Regions from separate parts of the Mus musculus genome. Here regions 1, 2, 3, 4, 6 and 7 are each linked to region 5. The links are chromatin contacts, called in public HiChIP or PLAC-seq and promoter capture Hi-C maps. All regions are on one chromosome and are shown on one strand. The core of a region is the stretch at or near the end of the contact, and the rest is flanking DNA. Distances in the headings are between cores, read along the strand shown. Region 1 holds the start of H2az2 (H2A.Z histone variant 2). Region 2 holds the start of Zmiz2 (zinc finger, MIZ-type containing 2). Region 3 holds the start of Tbrg4 (transforming growth factor beta regulated gene 4). Region 4 holds the start of Myo1g (myosin IG). Region 5 holds the start of Pes1 (pescadillo ribosomal biogenesis factor 1). Region 6 holds the start of Ccm2 (cerebral cavernous malformation 2). Region 7 holds the start of Ppia (peptidylprolyl isomerase A).

Region 1 (2,700 bases), core at 90-2,589, 2.5 Mb after region 5:
GTAGATGAAACACAAAGTAATAAAACTGATGTTACAATGGATTTAGTAATAGATTTGCTCAGGAAACATTGGCCCAAGTGAAATTTAGCTAAAGGTGGACCGCCTCTCAAACCCCTCGAAGATAAGCAGTATGCTAAGCAGGCCTGCAAATTAAAAACATGGAACTTAGGATGTTAGGAGACAACTGTTCACCAGGATGGGCCACCCAATCAGACTCATTCCCGTGACAAAGGAGACAGAACTGATCTATGACCAGCAGTTAGGCCCAGATAAAGATAAACCAGCTTGTAATTCTGCAAGGTAGGTATGATGACCCTCGGTAATAACTTTGAAAAAGAACAGTGGCATACTTAAAAATACTCCTAGCCATATGTAGTAATATGTATAAATCTATCCACTTCAGCGGTCAGACTTGCAATCTCCTGTCTCTGCTTAAATTGTTCAAAGTGTAACCTGGGACCTCAAAAGAGATGTCAGGATAACAGAGTCTGTGGAATGCACACATCTAAAATGTACATAAATTAGTAAGCTCTTCAGTTGGAGGCAGGCTCTTGCTTGAGTCTTAGCCCAGCCAGACAAGCGTCAAAGAAAAGATAAAGAGCTTTTCCTTAACTAATCTCTAAGTGCATGCAGAGAGTCCTTCTTGGGAAGGCTTACTATTTCTATAACAGCGAAAGCATATTTCAAGCAGGATACCGACAGAAATATAATTCCAAAAAGAGAGCGTCACTCCCCTTAATCTTGGTGAAACACATAGGTCTCGATTGGTTTTAGGACTTTCCCCTCAATTTCAGAATGGGGCTAAAGTTTTACTCACTTTCTTTCTTTAGAAGTCACTTTCAACTAGATCTAAACTACAGAATGAAAAGATACTTTAAGATGAAGCCAAGTAAATAAACTTCTATTCCAAAGAATAACCGGCAAGCCGCTGACGAGGCGAGCGGTTCTGGTGGGCAGGATCAGAACTCCTCCGATCCTCAGCGGGGGGCATTACGTAACCCTGAGCCGAAGCCTCAGAACTCGCAGGGCTACAGCCGGACCTCCTCTGTGCGGCGCAGCACCCGCCCCCCTGCTTCTGCCTCCCGCGTCCGGCGCGCCCCCCCAACCCCCGGCGGAGTCCGGAACAGCGGGCACTCCGGCTCCGAAGCGCGACACCGCCCACTCCCGATCCCCCAGGTGGAGCAGCCGTCCGGGGCTTCTGCGCGCCCACTCCACGCGCGACCCCGCACTCACCATGGTCTCGGCCGCGCGACGCCCACTGCAGCCCCGCGCCGCCGCCGCCGCCGCTCTCGCAGTCGGACCGCCGCAGCCAGAGCGGGACAATGCCCGGGGCCCGCCTCGCGCCGCCTCCACCAATAGCCGCTCACGTTGTTCGTTTGAACCTCGGCGGCCGGCCAATTGTACGCTTCCTTCTAGCCATAACTCCGCCCTCCCGGTGCCGCCTCCCTAACCGCTGTTTGTTTTTTGCACACGGCCCTTGGAGGTGGGCCCTCCGACCAAACATTGACACTCTCTCCGCCGCTCTCCTTGCGCGGACTTCTGATGAACAGAAGAATGAACCAATGAGAGAGGAGGAAAGCCAATGAAAACATTGTCGGCCGCACGGGGGCGGGAGGCTGGGAACAACAGCTCGGTGAACCAATAGACTGGAGCGATTCGGCACAGCTGTGCCTTTCCCGCCCATTTCAGAGCCCGCCAGGACTTCTTTGCTTTGTTTTTCTTCAATTGCAACAAGTTTAAGGGGAACGTTTAGGTAGCACAGGGTCAAATGTCTAAAGTAGAGTTACCTTTGTGCAAAAGCTATTGTGAAAATTTAGGAATAAGTGTATATCGTAGTCCGCACCTAGTTAAATTCTCTAGCTATCGCCAACCCATTCACACAACTTTAAAAGGTTTTATTATTTTTGTGATCATCAATGAGCCCGGGAGATTTGGGAGAGCCACATCCATTTCTCAGCTAGAGAAACGCACTTAGGTGAATGTAGTCATTTGCATACAGCCTTCATCAGAAGTCTTAGACTTTGTTCTGGTTCCAGCTTCAAAGCTTAATTTTTTTCCCATTAGGAAGCACAGACCAGTTGTAGGAGTTAGTTGTGAGCAAAATAGTTTTCTACGGTTTTTGTTGTTGTTTGTTTGTTGTTGTATTGAGACTTCGTTCTTGTGGTAGGATTTTTCCAAGCCATTGTTTTAGAAATTTATCTCCAGCTAGACAATACCTGTCTCAAAATTTGAATTGTTTCTTTTGACAGGGACTATAGCTCTGAGATCAACCTCCATCAGAAGAAGCAACTTGGAGCAGGTCTTTATGAAAAAATAATTTTAATGCTAAACGAGGAAGGGATGAACTTCTAAATGAATTATTCATTTAAATATATGGACAAGTACTTGAGGGGAGTGGGTGGGGTGGGGTGGGGTGACGTCTTTGATCCGAGCACTCAGGAGGCAGAGGCAGGTGGATTTTTGCGTTCCAGGCCAGCCTGGTCTACAAAGCAAGTTCCAAGACAGCCAGGACTACACAAAGAAACCCTTTCTCAAAAACAAACAAACATGGGGCTGGAGCGGTGGTTCAGTGGTTCACTGACTGCTTGTCCAGAGGTCCTGAGTTCAATTCTCAACAACATGGTGGCTCACAACCATCTGTAATTGGGTCTGTTGCCCTCTTCTGGTGTGTCTGGAGTATAGCAAGTGTATACACACACA
Region 2 (2,700 bases), core at 130-2,629, 2.4 Mb after region 5:
ATCTAGAGATGCTCCCACCCCCGTCATATTTTGTGTCTGAAGTTTTTTGTTTACTGGTAGGCTCTAGTTGCTCGTGTACCACTTGTTAGAGATGTCCTTCCTCCACTGAATTGCTTTGGTGTCTCTGGGAGTATTTGTGTGGCTATTTTCCCATCTCTTCTCTTTTCCATTAAGTCGTGCTTTTGTCTTGATTCCTGTTCCTATTTCCTGACATCCACATGGTTGTTCCAGACCCCACATGTCAGATCTTGGGAGGAGTTCTTCCCACCAGGTCAGCTGCCAGGATCCAGCAGGAGCAACATAGATGCCAGCCTCTGCTGCCAGTCTGGCACATTCTGTCTCCAGCTGCCTAGGCAGGACCTGGCCTGGGCTAGAATCAAGTGTAGTTGCCTCTGAGGGCCAGGGGACAGAGCCTGTGGATGAGGTGGATGAGGTTTCTCTTCCCTGGTAGCCTGGTGCTGGGTGTGAGAAGGATCTCTGGGAGCCTAAGGCTGCCCAGGCAAGGGCAAGTCACAGTCCCCTTTTCTCTCTTTCTCTTATCCGTTCTGGGGCTTTGTGTGTGTAGCCCTGCCCTGCAGAGCCTCCAGGTCTGTACTGAGCCCTGAGTGGTAAGCACAAAGAAATGTTTGTTCCAGAGCTGAGTGGGTGCTGCGATACCCCTCTCTCCCCTAGACAAGAGGCTTGTGAGTGCTGAGTGGAAGATGGAAATCACCAGATCTGATAATGGTTCAAAAGGTATGTGTGGCAATCACACAGCCCCTACCAAGAGAGGGTTTCAGACAGGAGCACCCAGGCCTTCCCAGAGGTCCCTGAGAAGTGCCCAACACATGGCTTGTGTGCCATTCTGGTGAGACCAAGCAGAGGTAGGCACGCATGTGGTCCAGGGTATATTAGGACCTGAGTGGATGAGGCACTGAGAAAGGCAAGGAGTGGGAGTCTTCTGTACCAGTCGCTGCTCTTACCTGCTGTTGCCTCCCTGTCCACCAGCCACTGCTACGGTTTTCTAAGAATGAAGCCCAGTTGGTCCCATCTTGTAGATGTGCGTTAGCATGGTCTGGCTTTGTGACTACCCCCCACACCTGCTGTGCTGTGTGTGTCACTGCCATGTTGGGAATTCACAAGTGTCACAGATGGGTCTTTGGGGGGGGGCAAGATGTCCACTTGACCATATACTTAAGGTCATATTTGTCTCAGGGGTGTGTGTGTATGTGTGTGTGTGTGTGCACCTACATGCATGCATACATGCACGCACGCGCGCGCGCGCACACACACACACACACACACACACACACACACACACACACGCCTGCTCCCCTCAAGTCGTCTGGATCAGCTTGAAGGTCCTGTGACCTGAAGCCCTTCTGCCACCCTCTTGATAGGAGAGAGCTGCCAACCAGGGGCTGGGTCAGTGCCTGTGTCCTGTGTCAGCCGTGTCGGTACAGCCACCCTAAGGCCAACCTGGTGGATGGACTGCCGTTGTACATCTGCTGCCTGACTTTTCAGCATCTGCCTCAAAGAACACTCAAGCTCTGCTCCTTCTCAGGTCTCTGGGCTCCGCAGGGTGGGGGCTACCCCTCTGACCTTCTCCAGGGCCTGCTGAGGGTTCCTGGCTTCCTATGATTTATATGGGAAAGGGAATGTGGGAAGTATTTGATATCAGAAAGCCCTTTCCAGGGTTGATCCAATGGCTTAAGATGACAGAGCCCTTGTTAGAGTTGCTTTGCACTGCATTCTGGGCTGACATTTGCCAACGCTACTACCCTGGCTTTGTCCGTGCTACCATGAGCATCTAAGCTCCTGCCTTCTCCCTCCTGTCCCGCAGCCGGAGCAGCAACTCCCGGATAAGCTCCAGCACATTGGGCCTGTAGGCTGCTCCATCACCAATGAACCCCATGAACCCCATGAAACCCGCCCTGCCCCCTGCACCACACGGGTGAGTGTGGGCTTCTGTGGCCTGCCTCTAGCAAGCCCTTGGCCTTCTGACCCTGCCTTAACCAGCTGCTCTCTTTTAGTGATGGTTCATTTGCATATGAGTCTGTGCCTTGGCAACAAAGTGCCACTCAGCCAGCTGGGTCACTGTCTGTGGTCACTACTGTGTGGGGAGTTGGCAACGCAACCCAGAGCCAGGTGAGTGTGTATCAGGGCCACCCCACTCCCACCCCCACCCCCCAGCCCTCAGGATCCAGAGTCTTGGTGGTGCCTCTACCATCTTAGGGCTCCAAGAACCAGGGACCAAGCGGACTGTCTGAAGCACAAGGATGGGGCTTCCTGAGGGTCTCAAGTCACTAGGTGCCTTTCTTCTGTACTACCATGGGATGTCTTCCCCTGGCTCCAGAGACCCTTCCAGTCAGAACTATAGACAACCACTCCTGCCACCCAGGTCCTCCCCCATTTGCTGGGCATCTCTTGGCATCTAGCACTTTAGGGCTGTGTCTTAAAGACAGTAGTTTGGCTGGTTCTCTCTGGTGACTCCCACTTCCTTGTAGGTTTTAGGGAACCCCATGGGCCCTGCAGGAAGCCCCCCTGGTGGTTCCATGATGCCTGGTGTGGCAGGTGGCAGCTCTGCCTTGACCTCCCCGCAGTGCCTGGGACAGCAGGCGTTTGCTGAAGGAGGTGCTAGCAAGAGCTACGTACAGCAAGGCGTGTATGGCCGAGGGAGCTACCCTGGGGGATCCAGCTTCACTACTGGGTAAGCCAGTG
Region 3 (2,752 bases), core at 34-2,533, 2.7 Mb after region 5:
CCTTGAACTTCTCTATTCCTCTTGCGGCCACCTCCCAAGTGCTAACATTAAAGATAGCCAATCACTCCTGGTTTATTCAGTGCCGAAGATCAAATCTAGGCCTTTATGTGAGCTAGACAAGCAGTTCCAACTGAGTCACACCCCAGAACCCTTAAAGCAAAACTCACAAATTGAATCGATCACCGCAAACAAGCCCTAACACCACCCAGAGTCACCACCTTGCCAATCTTAATCCAACCCCTACAATACAGGCTCTGTTCCAACTACACTTCACACTTTTATCTCACAATGCAAAACTGGCTACTGCGTTCTCTGCCAATCACAGGGCACGGCATTGCCTTTTTCTAAGTCCTGCAAAATGTTACCTTTTTCGAGAACACGCTACATAACCACATGACGTTTCTTTCGGCAAGTCTGCCAGTCTTGTTCCCTAAGGTGAGATAGAACCAAATGAGACAAGTTACTGGACTTTGCTTCAACTAAAGGAGAAAACACCTCAATTTTTTCTGCTTCCGGGATTCGGGTATATAGCTAGCTTAATTTTACTGTTATGTGAACACATTACTGCAGCTGTAAAAAGATTAGCTTAATTATACTTACACGGAAATAAAATATGGTTCAGAAGGGGGACATCTGCCCAAACCCAATATCCATCACTTACTGAACCCAGACAGTAAAGAAGCGCTGGAGAGCCGGGCGTGGTGGTGCACGCCTTTAATCCCAGCACTTTGGAGGCAGAGGCAGGTGGATTTCTGAGTTCGAGGCCAGCCTGGTCTACAGAGTGAGTTCCAGGACAGCCAGGGCTACACAGAGAAACCCTGTCTCAAAAAACCAAAAAAAAAAAAAAAAAAAAAAAAAAAAAGCACTGGCAAACTACCGATTTTCAAGACCTGCGACTAAGTAAATATCGACCCTGAAACCTAAAATGCAGAAACACGAAAAGTGACTGGCAGGGGACGCCAAGGGTCACTGCGGGCAGCGGAGCTTCCCGGGATAGGCCTCGTGTCTACCGCGGGCCGAGGAGCGCGTGCGCAATCGCAGCCCGGAACCGAATTTGCAACCGAACAGCGCCCTTGGGGCACGGTGTCGAGAGTCCCTTTCCTGGCTCCCCCCACAACAGCCCCGCCGGTCCTTACTAACTGCTGCCCTTCCCAGCCACGCTTCCCGTCTCGGATACCCACGTTCAGAAACCCGGTCTCTCCAGGACGCCAGACTGCGGCGGCGATCACCCTCACTGACCTCCATCAGCCTACGGCCTCCACGCGGCCTGGCGCGCTCACTGACGTCACTGGCGCGCCGCCGGAAGCTAGGTGGCCCAGTGCTCCCGGACGGAGGCCACGCCCTCCGCCCCTTCCGCAGTCGCCATCTTTGTTGCGCTCAGGCTTCCGGTACTGGGAAGTGTAGTGAGATCCTGGTCGTGGGAAACGTAGACGGGAAGGAGAGGGTGAATTCTACACGGCAGGGCACGTCGGGCCAGAGTCTCCTACTTGTGCGGAGTTTGGGTAGCGACTCTGATGTCAGCCCGTTCTGCCCCACTCCCTTGGGCCTTTCACAGGTCCTGTAGGAGAGGCGTGAGTTGGGACCGCCGTGTTGACTTTGGGGTTCGGGGCGGGAAGGCATTGCCAGGTGTCGGGTAATTACAGAGAAGCGAGTTGTAGCTCCAGCTGAAGGTCTTTTCGGAAATGCAAGCAGTTTGTCTAGATTAAACAAGTAAAGGACATACCGTATACAACGGCACACCGATAAATTGCTGTAATCTCAGTAATGGAGGCAGGAGGCCGAGGGCTAGCCTGTACTACTGTGGAGGCCCTGCATCAAGAAGCAGAATAGCCGGGCGTGGTGGCACACACCTTAAAACCCCAGCCAGGAGACAGGAAAAAGGATCTTTGAGGTCGTGGCTAGCTTGGTCTACATACCAAGTTTAGGACAGCCGGGACGACCTGGAGAAGGCCCTGCCTTAGCGCACGGCAGGACTGAGGAGATAGTACAAAATGCTGGGTAGGATGGTTGGGAGGTGAGTTTTCCCAGTAATCCCAGTGCTAGGAAACCACAGACGGCATCTCTGGGACAAAGGTGTATGTGTGCATGAAGAGATCACAGGAAAACTTGGGGAAATTTGTTTCTTCCAATCATGTGGGATCTGGGAATTGAACTCACAGTCAAGTGGCCCCTAAACTAACTGTCTGTTTTCCTAGACAGCGTTTCTCCTTGTAGCCTTGGCTGTTTTGGAACTCGCTGTGTAGACCAGGCTGGTCTTGAACTCACAGAGATCCCCCTCCTTCTGCCTCTGGAGTGCAGGACAAAAGACATGCCCCACCCCCACCCCCAGGTCCCCACTAAGTTATCCTGCTGGCCCTAATTTTGTAGAAAGGAAAATTTAACTTAAAATTTTCCTTGAAAAATCTTTATGTTTGTAAGAGTGTATTACTTCTCTCCTTTGTGGCTAAAATCAAGCGTAAACGCTGGTTCTTGTTAATAAAAGATTGCTGAATTATCCAGGGAAGCTTCTCTTGCTTTAGCCTTACAGTAGCTAGCATTATATTGCCACACTAGCTTTACCTTGGTGGTTCTTGTTTAAGAGTCTCATGCTGAATTCAAAATTTAGCTCAAAAAGGTCAGAGATAATATAGATATAAAACTCCTAAGGGGAAACACATTTTTACTATCTTGGATTAAACAGTAGTTTCTTAGTAGGAAACCAAAAGCAAAAATGACAAAAAGGAAAAACAAACAAACAAAACAAAGATAAAAT
Region 4 (2,700 bases), core at 23-2,522, 2.6 Mb after region 5:
CACATCTCAAACTCCTCCACCCTTCCGTTTACTAACCATATTAGAAGCAGGAACCTAGGGCTGTACCTCTCTTGGGTTTTGTGCTCTGGGAGGAGTACTAGCCTCCTTGGGGCCCCAACTGTCCTCTCGGTGTGTGGGGCCCGCTCAACCCCAGGCAGGCCTCTTCAGGGTTCCTCTTTCTCTGCCCCCTCTGACAAGTCACGCCCTGGGACTACAAGTTTTGTGACCTGCAGCCACTGTCTTCCTCGGCTCAGCATACAAAGCATGGAGGGCATGCTTGTGAGCTTGCTTTTCGAGAGAATGAGGCAGTCTAACAAAGCATTGAACTCATTTCCTGGATAAAGCTCTCCATGTGGCAGCCTAGGACCTCCATCTCTGCACCTAGTGAGATTCCTGGTCCCCAGTTGCTCTCTAAGGAGCTTCCTAGCACACAACAATCCTCCCTAGGAGGTGTGTATGAAGTCCAGCCGCACACAAGGCCATTTAACATGCTGTGCTTCTAGCTCCTGGACCCCTCCCTGCTTTTTTCAGTGAGAAAGCAGGCTGCACTGTCAATTCTCCTAGTCCTAGCCTGTGACCCCTCCCATGAACAACTCCCAACCCAGAACATCATATCAGCATCATATCAGCTTGCTTCGATTATTGCGATTCTGGGGTGGAGGGCACTTCATTTTGGAGTTCCTAAGGAAACTCAAGTCGGGTCACACATGGGACCCAGGGGGAAAGCATCAGCAGGTGACAGAGAGGAGATGCAGTACATTCCTGGTCCCCATGCCTTTGCCTGTCTTCCTCAGGACTCTGGGCTTGTCAACCAGGGTGTTGTGAGGGTGGCTGGGCAGCTCCATTCCTGACAGCTGGTTACTTTCTGAGTGGCCATTATCTCCTGGAGATGCTATCATTTCAGCCTGTATTGTCTAGGTATGTGTAGCCTTGTCCCCATTCCTGACGATGGGACCAGGGTACCTTCAGGGCTTCTCTCAGGTCTGTGTGGATGATAAGGGAGGAAAGGAAGGAAAGAAGCCCAGTACCGCATCCCCACCCCCACCTCACATCTACCTGAGCTCTAGGTTCTTCATGAAGTCCTCCATGGTCAGTTGATCCAAAAGCACGAAGTCTGGTTTCCCATACTCAGGGCCTTCTTCGTCCTCCATCCTGCCCACTGCAAGCATCCAAGGCAGGTCGCCAGAGCTTTCTGTACAGAGGTGAAGGGGAAGGCAGAAAGGGGAGGCCCAGCCCTGCCTGACTACTGCAGTACTTCAGTAAAGTAGGAAGTGGGTTCTGCCCGGGGAGTTTGGCCCTGCCCATTGCTACTCCCCTGCCTTGGTGCTTCAGACACTGCTTCCTGCTCCCTGGCCCACAAGGTCCATGCCTAACTGTCTGTCCTGATGGGGTCTTTACTGGCTTCCTTAAAGCTCTTCCCAAGCTAGGTTTGGCCATACCTGTCTGTAATCCCAAGCACTCCAAAGATTACGGGCAGGCTGGAATTCTCCCTCCCCTTGTCTGTCTGTCTTCCTTCCTTCCTTTGCTCCCTCCCTCTTTCCGTCTCTCTCTCTCTCTCTCTCTCTCTCTCTCTCTTTCTTTCTTTCTTTCTTTCTTTCTTTCTTTCTTTCTTTCTTTCTTCTATCTCTGTAGTCCAAGCTGGCCTCCCCAAAGTAGCTAGGATTATACCAGGCTCAGTAAGAAAGGATGCTTCTTCTTCTTTCTTTCTTTCTTTCTTTCTTTCTTTCTTTCTTTCTTTCTTTCTTTCTTTCTTTTTTTGGTTTTTCAAGACAGGGTTTCTCTGTGTGTCCTGGAACTCACTCTGTAGACCAGGCCAGCCTTGAACTCAGAAATCTACTTGCCTCTGCCTCCCAAGTGCTGGGATTAAAGGCATGTGCCACCACGCCTGGCAGGATGCTTCTTTTAAAACGTTTTAAACATCTATTTTGTGTACAAGTGCTTTGTCTACATGTATAAGTGCACCATATGCATGCTGGGTGTCTGCAGAGGGCTAGAGGGCTGGGTGGCCGTAAACTGCAGACCTTTGCAGGAGCAGTCAGTGCTCTTAACTTCTGAGCCATCTCTCTAGCCCAATAGATATTTCTTTTATTATTATTATTTTGGTTTTTTTTTTTTTTTTTTTTGGTTTTTCGAGACAGGGTTTCTCTGTATAGCCCTGGCTGTCCTGGAACTCACTTTGTAGACCAGGCTCCAGGCTTGCCTCGAACTCAGAAATCGGCCTGCCTCTGCCTCCCAAGTGCTGGGATTAAAGGCGTGCCAACAGATATTTCTTGGCCTCTCGTGGTTACCCAGCTGAACATCGCTGCCCCAGAGCTCAACATCAGCCAGGGGTGGCCACAATAGAGTTTAAACCATAAAGACTTCCTGCCTGACCCAGCAGATGAGGCAGTGGTGGGGACTCGGCACCCTGCGATTCCTCCCCACAGTGACAAGGGAGCGGAAGAGTACACTCTCCAGCCCTCTAGTGGGCTAGCCTTTGGTAGGACCCTCTTGCATATGCTCAGCTTCGTTCTCTCATCCAGCCTCTGAGATAAAACCATTAACTCTTGGAGCTCTGGGGCCTCATCTTAGCTCTCACAGGTCTTGGCTTATGGTTGAGCTTGTAGATTAGTGGTACATTGAAAAATGGCTAGGCGACCACTCAGGTTTCTCTGTGCAGTCCTCCCTCCTGATTACAGGGTCTGCCAGTGGGCAGCTCTC
Region 5 (2,836 bases), core at 195-2,694:
CACAACTTTTTTTTTTTTTTTGGATTTTGGTACTTTATTTTAGTATAAATATATATTCAACATATGGAAATCACAGTTTCTTTTTTAAAGAGATAAATATGCTTACTGTATCAAGTATACAAAACCACTCTTATAAATACTGATAAAGAGAATGTTCATTCTTATTAAACTCATCTTTCAAAGTTACATTTCAGCTATACATGACTTTAAGCAGAAAACCAAGAATTTTTTTAACATTTTGAAGTAAAAGTAATAAAATTTAAAGGAAATTGATAAAAAAGTCATAAATTTTAACTTTTTTATAAACATGAAATTACCACCTTTAAGACTGACTTAAACCTATCATCAGATCTCATAAGTTTAAAAATTATCTTTATAGATGGAATGATATGTTTTAAATGTGCGCACAACTTTTATGTGTGTGTTGCAGATCTGAACTCCATATCCTTATGCTTGCATGTCAGGAATTCTGTCCACTGGGCCATCTCCTCAGTCCTGTTTTGTTTTCTTGGTTTTGTTGTTTTGAAACACTATCTCTAGCACAGGCTGGCCTGAAACTTGTGCTCTCCCAGCCTCAGACTCCTGTGTGCTGGGATTACAGGCACCACCATCATGCTATGCCTTCCATTATTTTTCTTTCTTTTCATTTTTGTTTTGTTTCGACAGTGCGTCACTCAATACCCTCGCTGTCCTGGAACTTAGCCTCGGACTCACAGAGATCCGTCCCTTCTGCCTCAACTCATTCCCCAAATATAAGCAGTTCCTTAGACCCTCTCCGTGTCCGTGGGAGGTCAAAGGTCGGCCTTTGCTCTATTTTATTCTAACTTGAACAAACTAGGTGCAGCTGAATCTAAGGTCAACAAGGCAAAATCTGGTCAGCTGGGTTTACAACGCCTAGCAACCGTTGCCATGACAATTGAACTCCCTTAAACTCACTGGCCTAGCATTACAAAAACTAGTAGCTTTAGGTTTAGTGAGCATTTCTGTTTTTGTTTGTTTGTTTGGTTGGTTTGGTTTTTAAAGAAAACATCAGCCAGGCGTGGTGACACACATCTTTAATCCCAGTACTCTGGAGGCAGAGGCAGGCGGATCTCTGGATTAGAGGCCAAACTACAGAGCTCTCTGAATCCCAGAAGGCTCCGGGCTGTCTGTCTCCCATCCCTTCAGTCCTGCTGTATCCCAAAATGCACTGGGGCTCGCGTGCTCAAACAACCGTGTCTAGGGTGCTTATAAAACTGCCTAAATTTCCATGTTGCTTTAAAGCTTGTCTATAGATTTTGGTAACTAAGAAAAGAACTGAAAGAACTACCACAATTGTTGAGCTTTAGAGAATTTGGTTGTAAATAACGAGGTCGCCAAAAGCACAACTTTCTCTGGATTTGTACAGGCATATTTTCAGACAGCCCTCAGCTGGCGGCGTGGGGTCCTTCAGGGCCCTAGGCAGGGCACGTGCGGGAGGAAGTAGCTCTGGTGTTCTGGCTGCCTTGAATTTCTCAACGTGGAGCTATGGGAGGTCTGGAGAAGAAGAAGGTGAGTGAGTTCCAGCGGAGGTCGGAGCTCCGGCTTTATCACTTTCCCTGGCCTCTGGGGACCGAGAAGTCTTGAGACGGCCGCCGGAGCGAACCTTCTGCACGTAGGCCCCTGGAAGCCGGGAAGAACTGTGACGGGCTTTCTGTGGAAGGAGTTGTGGAGACAGGCGGAGCCGCCAAAAGAGTGATCAGTGACCAACGGGACGTAGAATTCATTATCAAGACTTGGGACTTTCTTAATTGAGCCAGGCCCGGTCCTAGGTACTGGGAATTGAGAAGTAAGCAGTCAGATGCGGCCCCGCTTTCCCAGTGTCAACTTCAGATAAAGTGGCTAAGGGTTTTTAAGTGCGCTCCTGAGAAAGGGAGGGAGGGAGGAGCAGTAGAGTGGAGAGTATCAACAGGCGCTTAATCCGATTAGTGTTGTCTTGTAGGTCCTCTTCTGACGTAGCATTTTAGTGGAAATCAGTACTTAAAGAACACTTTAGTCTGGGGCATGAAAATGTTGGGAAGTGTGGATGGTCCCCAACCTTCCCCTAAGAGAATTCTCGGCACTCAGAGAAAGGAGAGACTAATATCAGCGTGCAGCTGTAGCTTCCAGCCGTCTCTTAGCCGTCTCTGTGTTTGATGGTTTATATGGGGTTAGGCGTTGTCACAATCTTATATTTTAGGATGACCCTTTTGTTCCTTTACAGGCTCTGGTTATGATAGTTTTATCTTTAGCAGATGGAACTTGCTATCCGTGTGATATTGGTGGTGCTCAATTCTCAAGGGAGAAAATGACCTTTTTTTTTTTTTTCTTTAGAAAAGGGGAAAGGGTGAGCAGGTTAAAAGCAGAAGTCAGTGCAGTTTTAGCTCTGTTGTCTCAGATTAGAGACAGTTTCTTCTTCCTATGCAACCTTGTTTCCCAAGTTTAAGCTTCTTAATCATAATTAATGTGAAAGCTTGCTGTTTTTCTTTTTTCATTCAGAAGTGCTTAGCAGAGAAAACAGAAGTGAATTCCACGGCCAGTAGGAAAGAGAGGCAGGTGGTGTGCAGGGTTTTGGACAGACAGTAGCATGGCTGTGAGATGTAAATAAGTGAGGTGCTGTCTAGGTGAGGCTGGGGCCGTATCATGTGAGGCTGGAACTTATTCTGAGTGGAGAAGACAAAGAAAGTAAGTGACTTGATCTGAGTTATTCTTGCTTCTGTAAGGAGACTGTGGGTATGAAGTAACTTTGGGATAGGAATGAAGAAGATGAGATGGGCTCAAGTCTTTCCTTTGACTTGCAAGTTTCTGGTAACAATCTGCTTTGTTGTTTTTAATTACT
Region 6 (2,813 bases), core at 173-2,672, 2.6 Mb after region 5:
TCTGACACCTTCACATAGATGCATATGCAGGCAAAACACAAATGAAAATAAAATAAAAATAATTTTAAAAAATCTATAACTTTACTCTGGCAGGGCCCGAATGCCCGTGCTCTTGTAATTTTTACCTTCCTGATGTACCAAGGGTAGGAGAGAATAAAGCTTTAAAATTTTACACACACACATTACACATAGTTTTGGCTTGGGTGTGAGATTAGTGAACATAGAGGCTTGGGTGGACCATAGGGTCCATAACTTTCCAGGGAACCCACAGCCATACCCTGTGAACTGCCTCTCAGCTATCATGTTTTAAATTTTATTTTCATTAAACATTTCTTCTTAGAGGTGTAGATCTGGAGGCGAAGGAAGTTGAACTTGAGCCTTAGAGCATGGATATGATGACCTGGCCATTGTGAACCCTGATTTCCTTATACCTTCCAGCTTCCCAAAAGCACCTTTGCATTTGTGTGTGGGTGGCTGAAGCCTAGATTAGAAACACCATAAACTCAGGAATGTGAATATCCATCAGAATGCTTTTTTTTTTTTTTTTTTTTTTTTTTTTTCGAGACAGGTTTTCTTTGTATAGTCCTGGAACTCACTCTGTAGACCAGGCTGGCCTCAAACTCAGAAATCCGCCTGCCAAATGCTGGGATTAAAGGCATGCGCCACCACTGCCCAGCCAGAATACTATCTTCAAGATGTTTTAGGACAACCCATACAGACAACAGGTTGCATACACTACCTAGAAGGTTGCTGTTGGCAGCTATTGTACATTTTTGGATTCTTTTATGAGACTCTGGTCCAACGGTTGATCCTGAACTCATTTTCCTGTCTCTAGCAGCCAGGTGCTATGATTACACAGGAGTGCGCCGCCACGCCCAGCCAGAATAGAAAGTTACTAGAAAAGGGTTTCCTTGTGGCTCAGAGTAAAAAGAGAGGGATGCCAAGTGGCAGCGCGCCCAGAACCCGGATTGGAGACTGACTCTGTCCCTTCCCAGGGGCATGTGGCCCGCCTCCCTAATCGCGAGGCAGGCTGGGAAGTCGGCCACCCTAAAGATGGCGGCAGAATTGAAAAGTTGGAGCCACTCCCGCGCGGCCCTGAAGGGTTCGGGAGAGCTAGGGATGGGGGGGGGGGTACTGGGGCGCCTTTCCAGAGGGGATGGGAAGGACTGGGGTAGGCAGGTGTGCTCCTCCCGCCCTGAGGAGGCATGGAGGGGCCCGGGGTGACCCTGGGTCTCTTCAGGGGCTTTGGGAAAAACAGGGAATCGCCCTTCTTGGTATCGCCCTCCTTGGGCCCAGCGAGTGCCTCTAGGCGGAAGTGCGGGAGCGCCGAGGCAGTGGGCGGGGCGTGAGGGGGCGGGGTCTCCGGAGTGGGCGGGCTCCCTAGGTCCGGAAGTGCGGGTGGGGCGCGGCCGGGGCGGAGACTGCGGGCGGGCCGGCGGCGCGGTGAGCGCGGGGGTGGCGGGCCCAGAGCGAGCATGTAGCGGCCGCTGGCAGTGGGGCTCCCGGGGCGGGCCGCGGGGGCCGCACGCGGCGACATGGAGGAGGAGGGCAAGAAGGGCAAGAAGGTGAGCGCTCACCGGCGCGTCCTGCCGCCGGGCCGGGGCGTGGGGTGGGGGTCCCTCGGGGTGGGCGGGCGGGCGGGCGGCTGAGCGGGCAGGGACAGCGGTCAGGTGGGCCTGCGGCTCCCGGAGGAAGTGCCGCGCCTTTCCGGTGGGGGCGTCCCCTTTGCCGCTCGCCCCCGGCCTGCTCCAGACGGCCTGTCAGGGGGCCCGCCTTCCCCGCGCGCCGGCCTGGGGCCACAAAGGAAGTGGGCCCAGTGAGGGGCCAGAAGGTGGCCTGGGCTGGAACTTGGGCCACTGGGCTGTGCCGTGACCGGCGAGGCTTTTGCTGCCCACTTGGCTTTGTTTTTGGATGTCCAGTAAAAGCAAAGATGGACTTAGCTTTTCGGCGGGTTCTCTCGTCGACTGTCGCTCCTATTTAATACCACTGAGTGATTTTAGTGACGTTATGTTTGGCAGTAAGATTTAGGACATGGTTCAAGAGGCTCCTTCGTTTCTGTAGTTTAAAAATGTGGCTTTAATTACAGGCTTGAGTAGTTGATAAAGAACATTTTAAGAAGCCTGGGAAGACCATGTGGGAATGAACCGCTTAAACTGCCTTTAAAGCGAAAAGTGGGCTTTGATAAAATGTATCCCTTTCAAATAAATGCTTTGCAATCTTCATGTTTGCCTGTCATTTTCATTTGATAAATGTGTGCACGTTGTGGACAAGTTTAAAACAGACTTTGATGTCCTAGCTCAGCACCACCCGGCCTCCTTGTAGCCTTTAATTGGCCACACCACTCACCACCTTGTTTTAGGAGGTGTCCCATTTTTCAGAAAGTCTTACTTGAAATAGAGTGGCCAGGTGGCCTTCAGGGAATCCAGGCCAGCAGCGCTGCCCCCACTTTCTTTTGTTTGAAGACAGAAAGTTGCACTTGTTATTTAGATGTCCTGTCAACTTGTTACCTCCAAAGATGGTTTAAAGCTGGGAAATGGGCCCAACAAAGCAATTCAGCCTACAAGTATAGAAGGGGTTTGAGCATTGTAAAAGGACTTAGCTAGAAAAGAGGGTGCTGTTGAGGAAGGACTTGGCCCAAGTGTGGCTGATGCTGAACCGTGCCAGCTGGTCTTTGCAATGCCAGTAGCCTACATCCCTGGAGACATTGTATTTGTCTCACACTCTAAGTGCCCTGTAAGACACCTGGCCCACGTTCTTGTTTGGGACAAATTGCCTGGCGGTTTATGTTGTCTTGTATATCATACCAGTTTGGG
Region 7 (2,700 bases), core at 63-2,562, 2.5 Mb after region 5:
TCTTAACCATGGGGCCTTCTCCCCATCCCTGTCTCTACCTTATCCACTATACTGACTCAGTCTTGCCTAGACTGTCTAACCAGTCAGTCTCCATTGCCTCCAGGCCTGGACTTACAGACTCCTCCCAATGGCCTGGCTTTTACATAGGTGCTGGGGATCCAAACGCAGGTAGGTCCTTGAGCTTGTCCTGCAAGCACTTAACAGTTTTGAGAAAAGCAGGTTTACATGATGCTATATGCACAAAGCACACTGGTACAGAATTTTCCAGTTTGGCAAATCAAAACTCTTTGTAGTTCAACCTAATGTGCTTTTGGTCTGATTCATCCAAATAAGGCATGGCCAGACCCACATTCCTGAGGTTCTGTGTCTAAAGGCCTTACAGCTCGGGAGCCAACTCCAGCAGACGCTATGGTGAAGGGTCTTCCACAGCACCGACTTTCCCATACTCAGGCTTTGTTTATGAGGCAGGGCCTCACACTTACAGCTCAGGCTGTATGGAACTCACTATCCTCCTGTCTCCATCTACCTAGAGGTGGGATTTACAGGCGTGTGAAGCCTTTGAGAGCACGCCTTAGGCCACATGAGGAAATGAGAAGACCTTGGGGTATTGGGGGTCGGGGAGAAAAAAATTACAGGTAGACTCTGACCAGGATCGTGTTTAAATAGCTTCCTCCTGGAGAAAACACAAGATATATTTGGAAAGTAGGACATTTAAAAAGTATTTCATAATCTTTAAAATGAGGGGGCTGCTTGTGCCCGTTCCCCAGAGTTTAAGAAAACGGAGGCGCTCACAGGGACCTATCAGGAAGCGGTTGCCATTGCACAATGACGGTGTGGGTCCTGGATCTAGGCCCAGGGATGCCTGCCTGTTCGAGTTTCCGCAGAGAGGGCAGCGCCTCAGGACCCCGCCCGACCTTGAAGGGCCGCTCGACCTTGAGGACCATGTTTGCCTCAGTTACTTGCTCTGTGCAATGGGAAGATACGCGGTACCACTGGGGAAGACCAGGGGCCCCGACGCGTTCCTAAGGACAGCCAGATTGCGTGGCCACCCTCCCTAACTGCCCTCGGACTCTTCCCCCACCGACCGCGCCGCAACCATCTAGTAGGAGCCCGCGGGCGGGAACCTGCCTCTGCGCGCTACAGCGCACGCGCGCCTCGCGCCCCGCCCCACCCGCGCCCGCGCCCGCCCATAGGCCTGTCGCGCCGTCACTCCGTTTGGAAAGCAGTTGTGATTGATCCAGGTCCGGGCGCGCGACTCGGTGGTGGGCGGGGCCCGAACCGGGTATAAAGGAAGCCGCGGCGAGGCTCGTGCCGCTTTGCAGACGCCACTGTCGCTTTTCGCCGCTTGCTGCAGCCATGGTCAACCCCACCGTGTTCTTCGACATCACGGCCGATGACGAGCCCTTGGGCCGCGTCTCCTTCGAGGTCGGGTGGGCAGTGGTGCTCCAGGGTGGGGTCCCGGGAGCTGTGGAGGGGGAGGCTCTCTCGGGCGCGGCCCGACCCTCCGGTGGAGCGAGCGCGGGTGGCGGCGCCATTTCCTGACGAGGGGCCATTTTGGGAGGCTGGCGAGGCGCGGGGAGGCTGGGCGGGCTGCGGACAAAGCCGGGCGGGGCGCGGCCGTTGGGGGAGGGGGCCGTCCCCGCCCGTCCCGGCCTCCCCGCAGGCGCACGTGGCTGCGTCCTGTGGGGCCCCGCGAGGCCGGGCGCACGTGCTCCGCGCCTCTCCCTTCTCCCAGCCGTTGGGCCCCGCCCTGCTCCGCTGCGGCGCTGCAGCCCCGCGGGCCTCTTCCCAGCCTGCTTTCCGGAGCCCCACAGCCTTTTACTCGGATCTGAGCAGGGACCCTGCCTAAGGTCTCAGGGGCGAAGGCTCGGAGAGCCCGGACGTGCTCGTTAGCCCGGTTAAACCTAGTGGTTTCCTAAACCTAGTGGTTCCTACGAAGAATATAAAATAATCGTTTTATAGCAGACTTGAGTGTGAATTGAACCTTTGGCCATTTGGTCCGAAGTAGCCACATTTGGTTAGGGAGGCTCAAAATACCCCTCCGCGTCCCCCACCCCCGAGCGGAAACGAGAAAGGCTTGGCTTTTGCTGGTGCCCAAGGACCGCCTCCTGTCGCAGTGATGGCGCAGCGGGGGAGGCGCTCTGAACCCCTCCCTATTACCCTCAGTGAGACAGGCATGTTATGACTGGCCACGCTGCAGTTTGCATTGACCAAAGTGGATTGCCAGTAGTTACCTACTTAATTAGTTCTGGAGGTTAAGTGGCTGCTTAAAGATCAGTTAGTAATTAGAGTACCCTAAACAATTGGCGTTTTTCTTTTACAAAATTAAATATTCAGCCGGGCGTGGTGGCGCACGCCTTTAATCCCAGCACCCGGGAGGCAGAGGCAGGCGGATTTCTGAGTTCGAGGCCACGCTGGTCTACAGTGTGAGTTCCAGGACAGCCAGGGCTATACAGAGAAACCCTGTCTCGAAAAAAACAAAAAACCCCAAAATTAAATATTATTGTTAGCCTCAGTACTAGCCCTTAGGCCATAGTGGAATATGTTACTTAGTGTCTGTACTGTTAAACTCCAGAAGCTATCATTGGTGAGTTTTTAACTCAAAAGCTAGATCTCCCGATTGCCCGCCTGCCACAGTGCTGGGTACACATAGTAGGTAGGCACATAAAAAGAGCACTAGGTTCTAATTAGCCCTCACCC

What was found. Promoter capture Hi-C pulls out the DNA fragments that hold promoters and counts their contacts. HiChIP or PLAC-seq counts read pairs in DNA pulled down with a chosen protein or histone mark.
Region 1: a promoter capture Hi-C map of liver shows a contact between it and region 5, with 5 times the contacts expected there. The contact joins the promoter of H2az2 here to the promoter of Pes1 in region 5. A contact is called at or near these places in 4 of 39 promoter capture datasets (liver, neutrophils and pre-B cells) and 1 of 115 datasets of contacts at active chromatin or transcription factors (astrocytes).
Region 2: a contact with region 5 is called in a promoter capture Hi-C map of pre-B cells, with 6 times the contacts expected there. The contact joins the promoter of Zmiz2 here to the promoter of Pes1 in region 5.
Region 3: a promoter capture Hi-C map of pre-B cells shows a contact between it and region 5, with 5 times the contacts expected there. The contact joins the promoter of Tbrg4 here to the promoter of Pes1 in region 5.
Region 4: a promoter capture Hi-C map of liver shows a contact between it and region 5, with 5 times the contacts expected there. The contact joins the promoter of Myo1g here to the promoter of Pes1 in region 5. A contact is called at or near these places in 4 of 39 promoter capture datasets (the C10 cell line, liver and pre-B cells).
Region 6: a contact with region 5 is called in a promoter capture Hi-C map of pre-B cells, with 2.9 times the contacts expected there. The contact joins the promoter of Ccm2 here to the promoter of Pes1 in region 5. A contact is called at or near these places in 2 of 39 promoter capture datasets (liver and pre-B cells).
Region 7: an RNA polymerase II HiChIP or PLAC-seq map of embryonic stem cells shows a contact between it and region 5, with 5 read pairs. The contact joins the promoter of Ppia here to the promoter of Pes1 in region 5. A contact is called at or near these places in 2 of 39 promoter capture datasets (cranial neural crest and pre-B cells) and 2 of 115 datasets of contacts at active chromatin or transcription factors (both in embryonic stem cells).

The regions. Positions count from the first base shown.
Region 1 is chr11:6,443,104-6,445,803 of GRCm38.p6, forward strand. H2az2 (H2A.Z histone variant 2) reads right to left here and starts at 1,340. Exons shown (of 5, transcript NM_029938.1): 1 at 1,234-1,340. The coding sequence starts at 1,236.
Region 2 is chr11:6,393,746-6,396,445 of GRCm38.p6, forward strand. Zmiz2 (zinc finger, MIZ-type containing 2) reads left to right here and starts at 1,380. Exons shown (of 19, transcript NM_028601.3): 1 at 1,380-1,543; 2 at 1,823-1,933; 3 at 2,013-2,127; 4 at 2,487-2,689. The coding sequence starts at 1,884.
Region 3 is chr11:6,624,784-6,627,535 of GRCm38.p6, forward strand. It overlaps Tbrg4 (transforming growth factor beta regulated gene 4), which reads right to left and starts at 1,284. Exons shown (of 12, transcript NM_134011.3): 1 at 1,182-1,284; 2 at 366-430.
Region 4 is chr11:6,519,686-6,522,385 of GRCm38.p6, forward strand. Myo1g (myosin IG) reads right to left here and starts at 1,273. Exons shown (of 22, transcript NM_178440.4): 1 at 1,057-1,273. The coding sequence starts at 1,169.
Region 5 is chr11:3,962,531-3,965,366 of GRCm38.p6, forward strand. It overlaps Pes1 (pescadillo ribosomal biogenesis factor 1), which reads left to right and starts at 1,445. Exons shown (of 15, transcript NM_022889.3): 1 at 1,445-1,530. The coding sequence starts at 1,507.
Region 6 is chr11:6,545,465-6,548,277 of GRCm38.p6, forward strand. It overlaps Ccm2 (cerebral cavernous malformation 2), which reads left to right and starts at 1,423. Exons shown (of 10, transcript NM_146014.3): 1 at 1,423-1,565. The coding sequence starts at 1,536. It also overlaps the pseudogene Gm24000.
Region 7 is chr11:6,414,555-6,417,254 of GRCm38.p6, forward strand. Ppia (peptidylprolyl isomerase A) reads left to right here and starts at 1,313. Exons shown (of 5, transcript NM_008907.2): 1 at 1,313-1,425. The coding sequence starts at 1,357.